Regions from separate parts of the Sus scrofa genome. Here region 1 is linked to region 2. A link is a contact called in public promoter capture Hi-C data. All regions are on one chromosome and are shown on one strand. The core of a region is the stretch at or near the end of the contact, and the rest is flanking DNA. Distances in the headings are between cores, read along the strand shown.

Evidence for each region. Promoter capture Hi-C pulls out the DNA fragments that hold promoters and counts their contacts.
Region 1: a promoter capture Hi-C map of liver shows a contact between it and region 2, with 5 times the contacts expected there. The contact joins the promoter of ASAP2 here to the enhancer-like site in region 2. A contact is called at or near these places in 1 of 5 promoter capture datasets (liver), 7 of 47 Hi-C or Micro-C datasets (fetal skeletal muscle, liver, mesenteric adipose tissue and 3 more) and 1 of 2 datasets of contacts at active chromatin or transcription factors (skeletal muscle).

Annotation. Positions count from the first base shown.
Region 1 is chr3:127,080,556-127,084,824 of Sscrofa11.1, reverse strand. It overlaps ASAP2 (arf-GAP with SH3 domain, ANK repeat and PH domain-containing protein 2), which reads left to right and starts at 1,878. Exons shown (of 28, transcript XM_021087867.1): 1 at 1,878-2,080. The coding sequence starts at 1,955.
Region 2 is chr3:127,014,698-127,019,136 of Sscrofa11.1, reverse strand. All of the region lies in intron 2 of ASAP2 (arf-GAP with SH3 domain, ANK repeat and PH domain-containing protein 2), which reads left to right. Among named protein-coding and RNA genes, the nearest start is that of ASAP2, 66 kb to the left of the region's middle. Within about 2 kb of position 2,731, at least 16 of the 83 cell types and tissues checked have an H3K27ac peak or open chromatin away from gene starts, as enhancers often do. A contact at or near this core is called in liver, where this site is marked.

The DNA of each region.
Region 1 (4,269 bases), core at 629-3,128, 67 kb before region 2:
TTGAATTGTAGGAAGTTGCAAATAGAGGAAATCACCACCTACACCAAAAGGGTGAAAAAACCTAAAGGGAAGATAGAAGCAGAGATGCTAGTTTTAAAAGTGGTAGCTTATTGCCTAGCACAGTTATAAAAGCTGTGCATTGATACAGTTATTTCAGAGCGCTAAATTTCATATGCAATGCTACTAAAATACCAAAGGCCATACATAATGTCTGACCCACACTGTCACCTCATATAGCAAATTCTTACATGGGAGCTTAAAAAAAAAATTGTTTGCACCACTGTCCTGTAGCGTCAGGCGACTGCTTTGTCTGACATATTGAATTTCCAGTGTCTCTCACACTTCCTCCTATTCAGATGCACAAAAGCTTTTTGTAAAGTTTCTCTTGGTTTTATTGCTGGCAGCCACAGACACCATGCCACATGCCTGGTGTAGAGTTATGGGGTGTGATTTTATTTGACCAGTGTCTTCAGAGCTTCTAGATTTTTAAAAAACAACCGGGAGAGTTTCCTTAAGAGCTGTGCAATGAAAATCTGTGCTGATGCAAACTCTTTACCGGATCAGTTATGGATGGATGAGCTTTGCCCCCTTCTGCTGCACGTTCTTGCTGCTTCTCTCACACACTGCCTGGGTACCCTCCACTTCCTTCAGGGTATCACTTCAGGGTTATTATCTTCCCACAGTGGGTCCTGGCCTGGTACCCCAAAGCTATTTCCAACTAACCAAGAAGGACGGAGGATTGTCAGGAAGAGATAAGGAGACACGACTGGGACATTAACCAGGGGTCCTGTAAGTACTTGGAAGCGCCCAGACTGCCACCCCAGGAGGACATGGATTTGAACCCCTACCGGGTCATTCAATCATGTACTCTCGGGAGCACCGCTTGTCTTCCGTGTAAAATCAATAGCCCTCTCTTTACCCGCCTGACAGGTTGTGACAATGGGGGGGTGGCGGGGGGGGCAATACGTAGCGCCCCAGAGCACTGTGGTCATTTCTCGTTCCTGTCCTGCCGAACCCCAAACTGGCGGGAGGCATCTGCCCGGCCGAGCCCAGCGTCCTGCAGGGGGCGAGCTGCTCACACGTTCGCCCGCGCCTGGACGGGTATCCCCGGCGGTTTCGGGGGGACACCCAGAAGGGCTCCAGGCCCGGGGTGGGGTAGGGACGAGAGGGGCGGACGCGGGCTCGGCCCGGGAGGGGGCGCGCGCCGCCGCCGCCGCCGGGCACGCGCTCGGGAGCCCGGGTGGGAGTCCAGGCCAGGGCGGGGCGGGTCCCCTCAGGGTCGGATGCGGGCCCGTCTGCTCCGCGGGCCCGGCGGGGCGCGACCCCGAACCCCGACGCGCGGCGGGCGCCCGAACGCCGAGACAATGCGGCGCGCGGCGGCGGGCGGGCGAGCGGCTCGGTGGGCCGGGGCGCGCGCCTCCTTCCTTCCTTCCTGCAGCCCCAGCTTCCCGGCGGCGGCGGCGGCGGCGGCGAGCGCGCGGATTGGCGGCCCGGCCCTCAGCACCGCCCCGCCCCGCGCCCGGCCGGCCGCCGCCCCCGGCCCGGACCCGCCCCTCTCCGCGGGAGTCGCTCGGGGCCCGCGGCTGGGTGGCGGGCACTTCCCGCCGGCTGTGCGCGTCCGCCTCGGGGCTCGCTCGGGAGCGCAGGCGGCGGCGGCGGAGCCCTCGGCGCGGCGGGCGGACGGGCCGGACCCGAGCTGCGCGGGGCTGCGCGCGCGGCCCCTGCTCCCGCCGCCCGGCCCCGCGGGCGGCCGACCTGCGCCCTGCGGCAGCTCGTGCGTCTCCCGCGGCGGCGGCGGCGGCGGCCCGCGCCCCGGCGCTTCCCTTTGTCCGCGGGCCGGGCGAGCTGCGGGCGCGGCGAGGGCGGCGGCGGCGGCGTCCGAGCGGCGGGTGGGAGCCCGCGCGGCGGCTGAGGCGGCGGCTCCCCCGCGGCCGGCCGCCCGCGCGTCGAGGCGATGCCGGACCAGATCTCCGTGTCGGAATTCGTGGCCGAGACCCATGAGGACTACAAGGCGCCCACGGCCTCGAGCTTCACCACGCGCACGGCGCAGTGCCGGAACACCGTGGCCGCCATCGAGGAGGTGAGCGGCGCCGCGCGGGCCTCGCCGGGCGGCTCCGGCCGCAGGTAGCGCCGCGCCCGCCCCGCCAGCCCGCCCCCGCCCCGGGCCCCCGCTCCCGCATCCCGGGAAAAGTTTCTGTTCCTCGGAATCCGGACGCGGCCGGGCGGACGCAGCCGAAACAGAAGCCCTTTGTTCCGTGGAGGTGGCTCGGAGGGGACGGCGGCGGGCGGGCTGGCTACCTCGGGCCTTTTGTGGACCCCTCCCTCCCTCGGTTCCCTCTCGGGCCCCGGCGGCCCCCTCGCCCCTCCGCGCCGCCAACTTTGGCCCGGGAGTCGACGCGGGCGGTGAGCGGGGTCCGCTCGTCCGCCGCGGCCGGGGTCGTCGGCTGCCCGCGGTCCCCCGGCGCCCACCTCCCAACTTGTCCAAGTGCGCCTGCCCGGCGCCTCCTGGGCGCTGCCCTGGGCCCCGCTCCGGCCGACGCTCGGGTGGATCCGGGGGACCCTGGCTGCCCGAGAAAGGTGTGCTCACCTTCGCCGGGAAGGCCTGAGCCACCCCGCAGCGCGCCCGGCGCGAGCCCGGGGAGCCCGGCTTCCGATCCCCAGGCCTTTGCTAGCCTCCCTCCCCCCAGGGACGCGGGTCTCACCTGCTCGCGCCCCTGGACGCCCCCCTTCGCCACCAGCCTGGAAAAGGCCCGATTTTGGTCAAGGTGCAAAGTCATCGTCTAGGGTTAAACTAGTAAGCCCTCCACATCCTGCGGAGAGAGCACTTAGGAACCAGCAAGCTTGGGGACAGTCGAAGCAGCCTGTGACCGAGGGTCCGAGTTTGAGAGCCCAGCCCTCTGCCTTCATTTTCCTCACCTGTCGAATGGGACTAGCATCCTCTCGGGGGTGGTTGGAAGGGTCATTGCGGTCAAGCGCTTGGCTGATAATAGGTGACTGGTTTATGTCACGTGCCTGCATTGAATAGATGATTCAGTCTGGCCTGGCCAGCATGTCCAGTTACATTCTTAAAATGGGGCACACTAGGTATTTTAGAAGAAGATGACTGGGATGGCGTGAGGGAGGGAGGTCACCAGAGCGCCTTCAATTAAGCCAGGGCACTCATTTTTTTGCCCACTTGAACAAAGCAGCTGCTGTTAGGAATTGCTTGGGGAAAAAAAATCCAGAATGTTTTCCCTCAATGGAAATTTTTTTCTTTGTAGACATAAACAGTCAATAGGAGGCTAAATCAAAAGTAGCAGATTCAGCATTCTGAATGTTTTAAGTATGGCTAGGGCATCCTCTGCCTCCCCCCCCTTTTTTTTTCTTTTTCTTTTTTGGGTGGAAGAGAGCTGCCTGTAAACCGTTTGTAGTGCGCGTCTGTGATCCCACATCGCTCAATTCTCTTGTATCAGCAAGGCTTAAAAAGGATGCCTTCCAATGAGGCAGATGGGCATGAGCGTTCAGAAGTTTTTTCGGGAGTGCTGCTTGAAAAGCAAGAGGAAAATGTTCGCGGTGTTTTGTGAATACCGCATTAACAATGTTGATGGAGTGACTGCAACCCAAAAGGTAGCTGCATCTCTGAAGGGAAGAAAGGTTTGTAAAAGAAAACTTAGCCGTGTTGAAAGTTTTGTTTCTGTTCCCTACTGCCGTTGGCTGGTTAAATATTATTAACCCTGGCAGATGTTGGAAGGCTAGGCAAATAGGAATTGCTGTTAAAATTGACATACCCTCTCCTGATTCATTTTAGTGTACAGTGTGTGTTCCAAAGCCCTTTTTTTGTGTGCTCTGCAGATTACCCTGGAGCTCAGTTACTGAGCAGATTAAAAAGAGACTAGATTTGGTCATTTTATTAAACTGCAGGCTTGCTCCATATTGCTGTCTAAGCACGAGCCTTGGTTAAAGACTCAAAAATGGAAAAAAAAAATTAAAATCATTACAGGTCTATCTCACTTTAAGCAAATCCAGTGCACACCTGAAGATGATGGTATCTGTGAGCTTGGATTTATGTGAGACCTACATTTGAAAGTTGTTTCCTTTCTGAGCGAAATCACTGTGGAGTCCTTTAAATAAAGCTCTCTTCCAAGGTGTTTGATGTTCACCCTCCATTACCAAAACTTGTCCTGCAGATGGTTTTATTAACAGGTGATGCCCTCATATTTTGATTTTAAGCAGGCTCTGGTGCTGAAATAAACCCGAGCGTGGATATTGTGACATGAAGTTCGTTTAACG
Region 2 (4,439 bases), core at 1,482-3,981:
TCCTGCAGGACTAGCCCGAGGTCTTAAAACGCTCACGTGGATTGTGAGGGGACATTGGGCGTAACCTTTTTCAAATCTATTTGCCTGCGAAACTGCCACTGCCTCCCTACCACCCCCGCTGCCCCGGCCCGGGGTCAGGGTAGCAAACGCTGGGGACTCCGGAGGCCGCCCCACTCCCTGCACCGCCGGGAACCAGCTGCCCCGAGCACGGTCCCTCCCAGCTCTGTGACCTTTGCCCCACGTGCCCCGCCTGTGCCCTCTTCCCTCTGCACGTGCTCTTCGGTCTGCTTGAAGTGGCATTTTGCCACCTGGTTGGAGGAAACCGAGGCTTCAGGAGGGCGAGCCGTTTGCTCTGTGGAGTGTCACGCAGCGTTTGGGGCTCCAGCCCAGTCCTCCCGAGGCGCCGCCCGCAGCAGGCTGACCGGCAGCCCCACCTTGCGGGGGGGCCCTGTTTTTGTGGTTGGTCATCTTTTGCCCATCTTTGTATCGTGCCAAGCATGAGTTATTATAAGGCCGTGAGCCTGAGTTTGATTTGAAGCCAGAAGGCTGATCCTGGAGTCTTGGTTTCAGAAGCGTTGTCTATGTCGCAGGTCACCCGAGGAGACCCTCTCCTTCCTCGGGGGGTGGCGGGCTCGTCCCCAGCTCTTTGGACCTCTTCTCTAGCACCGCTTTTAGAAGCACACTCATTTGAATATATTTAGTAGGGGAAAGTAAGGATAGATTAAATTTTTTTTAGAACTAGATGTCAGAAATGAGCTGGGCGTTTTCAGTAAGGGATTAAGCCGCTGGCGACCGCAGTTGGCTCGGCGCGTGGTAGCTGTGCCGTCCTCCTGGCTCTGAAGGCAGTTGGGTCCAAGAGACGTTCCCCATAGTGGTTTCATCGTTAGAGCGTTTAACATCCTTGGACGACTGCTTGCGTGAGGAAGGAGCCTCATTTTATGTATTACTAACAGAACAGTGCAGGAGGTCCCTTCGTGGTGCAGTGGAAATGAATCCAACTAGGGACCATGAGGTTGCAGGTTCGATCCCTGGCCTCGCTTCAGGGGGTTAAGGATCCCGGCGTTGCTGTGAGCTGTGGTCCAGGTTGCAGATTCGGCTCGGATCTGGCGTTTCTGCAGCTGTGGTGTAGGCCAGCGGCTACAGCTCCGATTCGACCCCTAGCCCGGGAACCTCCATATGCCGCAGGTGCAGCCTTAAAGAGACAAAAAATAAAAAAATTTAAAAAATTAAAGAACAGTGCAGATAATTTGGTATTTATGCCTCACACTGCTGTATACTTCTTCCTGTCTCGTGTTCCTTAATTTACGTGCCAGCGTGACTTTTCTGCCTCGTTTCCTCATCTGTTGTGGGTTGGCCCCGTCTGACCTCTAGTTGATCCCCCAGTCTCCGCAGTCTGTCTCTGCCCCAGGCTGGCTAGTGGCTCCCTGCTTTGTGAGCATGGCAGGACTGTGTGTCTGCCCTGTCTGCTCTCCGGCCCTGCTCCTGGTCTGTACACACGCTGTCTGTCCCAGGAAAGAGCTGCCTGGCAGCTCCATCAGGCTGAGACTAGACACAGCCTTAGCCTCCTTTGACTGTCTTGTGTCAGTTTTCGGTGGCTGCTGTAACAGATGACCACAAACGGGATGCCTGAAAATGGCTCTGATTTACTTTGCAAGCTCTGGAGCTTGGAAGTCTGAACTGGTCTCATGGGGCTGAAATCAAGGTGTCGGGGCCAACTTCTTTCCCGGAGGCAAGAAGGTTGCCCCGCCTTTTCCAGCTCCTAGAGGGGCCTGCCTTCCTCGGCTCGTGGCCTCCTTCCATCTTCAAAGCCAGCAAGGGCTGGTGGAGTCTTTCTCAGTCTGCGCAGGTGCCGTAACAAAATACCAGACGCTTGTCTGTCACAGTTCTGGAGGCTGGAAGTCTGAGGTCAGGGCGCTGGCCTGCCCTTGTTCTGGCTGTGCCCTGACTTGGTGGAGAAAGAGCCAGAGTGTAAGCTCCAGCCAGTGGGCTGGCTGGGGTCTCTTCCTATTTGGGCTCTAATTCCAGCTTGAAAGCCCCCCCCCCCACCACATCCACACCTAATTTCCTCTCGAAGGGCCGCCCCAGGGCCGTCGTCCCGGGGTAAGGCTTGGGGAGGGGACAGTTTAGTCTACAGCAGACTCGGACTCTTCTGCCTCCCTCTCCACATTGAAGGACCTGTAGTCCTCAGGCCCTCCTGACGATCCAGGATAAGCTTCCCGTCTCACGTTGAGCTGATGAACCACTCGAATTCCATCTGCAACCTCAGACAGGTGTGGACCGCGGCCAGGAATTAGGACGTGGACTGCCTTGGGGGGAGGGACCCGATGCTCCCGCCACGCTTCCCTTCCTCATCGGCAGCTTGGAGGTGGAATCCGTTTTGACTTTGCTCTTTAGCCCACACCGAAAGCGTATCTAGAACGCAGCCACTGTTCGCTCTCTGTATCTCGCTCTTTATTGTTCTCTCGTACTGTTATGTCCCTTGATCTTGGCCCCCGATTAGATGACAGGCCCTGAGGTCAGTGACCCCTTCCGGGGGCTGGGTGCTGTGGGGCCACGCAGAAAGTCTGCGACTCTGGGAAAGCTCTTCATCTCCCTGAGCCTCGGTTTCCTCGAATGTAAGATGGGGACTAATCACTCATAGGCGGGTCCGTGACGACTGACTGAGAGCAGGTGAAAAAGTGACAGGCGGGTTCTGGGCACCTGGCGAGCATGGCAGCTGCACGTGGGCCTCCCGTCTGTTCCTCACAGCGGCCGGCGGAGCGGCTGGCAGGTGCACACGAGGGGCCCTTAAGTACTCATTTGTGTGTTGGTTTTTTTTCCTGCTCTAAGTTCACACTCTCCTCTTAGCGTAGGACAGCTAAACTTATCATTTTAGATGTGAACAGTGTGTTTTCTGGCAGGCTCTGTGTTCTACTATGAAAGGATTGTATGGATTTATGCGTGTGACAGCGGGGGGCGGGGGGGGGTGAGACGCCTTGGAGCAGCCAGCTGTGTTTTTTACAGCCTGTGAGCTAAGAGTGGTTTTTAACATTTGAGTGCATATCTACCCAGTGACCTCAGCATTACCTCTTGGGCGGCAAAGGCTTTAATATTTACTCTCTGGTTTTTAGAAGTGTGCCAACCTTTGTTTTAGAGTAGTGATTGTGAAACTTGAGCGCCCCAGGATCCCTTAGAGGTCTTGTTAAAACACAGATTGCTGGTTGCTACCCCCGAGTTTCTGGTTCAGTAGATCCAGGATGGCTCCTGAGTATTTGTTAATTGAATAAGTTCCCAGGTGACACTTGAAGCCTCTGGTCCTGAGAGTATTACCTTCAATACACACACCCCACCCCAGCCCTGACTTTAAACCTTGGCCTGGGCCAAAAGTTTATCAGTGTGTCCCGTGTATACAAAACTGTACTTTGCTTACCCAGTAGCAAGTATATTATGTTTGCTCCCAGTTTTTGATACTTTTTTTTTTTTTTTGGTCTTTTGAGGGCTGAACCCGTGGCATGTGGAGGTTCCCAGGGTAGGGGTCAAATGAGAGCTATAGCTGCTGGCCTACGCCACAGCCCCCATGTCTGTGACCTATCTCACAGCTCACGCCAGCACCAGATCCTTTACCCACTGAGCGACGCCAGGGATCAAATCTGCATCCTCTCGGATCCTAATCAGATTTGTTGCCACTGAGCCACTACAGGAACTCCAGCTCCCAGTTTTTTCTTTTTCTTTTCTTTTTTTTGCTTTTTATGGCCACACCCACAGCATATGGAAGTTCCCAGGCTAGGGGTTGAAGGGCTGCCTACACCACAGCCATAGCAACACGGGATCCAAGCCACATCTGTTACTTACACTGCAGCTCACAGCAATGCCAGTTCCCCGACCCACTAAGTGAGGCCAGGGATTGAACCCGCATTTTCATGAATGCTAGCCAGAGTTGTTTCCACTGAGCCACGATGGGAAGTCCCTCCCAGTTTTCAAGAAGATGACAACACGGTCAGCTGCTAGAACGTCTTGTGTACAGGTTTGCAAAAGGAGTTGTTGTCATGATTTGTTGTGAAACTGTTTCTACCATTTTTCCCACTTATAGTAGACTGCTATCTGACCTCTTAAAAAAAAAAAAATCCCAGTTCATATTTATTCTAAATACTTTTCTTAGTCTAGACTCTCCCAATCTCTGTCTCAGCCCATAGGTGCCCCCCCCCAAGCCGACTCTAACATTTTTCAGCTCTTGGACACATCAGTGGGTGGGAATTGTCATCTTTATCAAGAAGGAAGCAACCAAGGACTTTCATTTTCCCTTCTCCGGAATGGCCCTTCTTAAGGACGCCATGGAGCTGTTCTTACTAAGAGTGGCTTATCCCTTCTTTACCCGCAGTCTGGGCATCCTGGAGAAATGGGCACATCCTGGAAATGAAAATTACAGAGAAACAAAACGCTAATTTTCCCTCACACCCTTA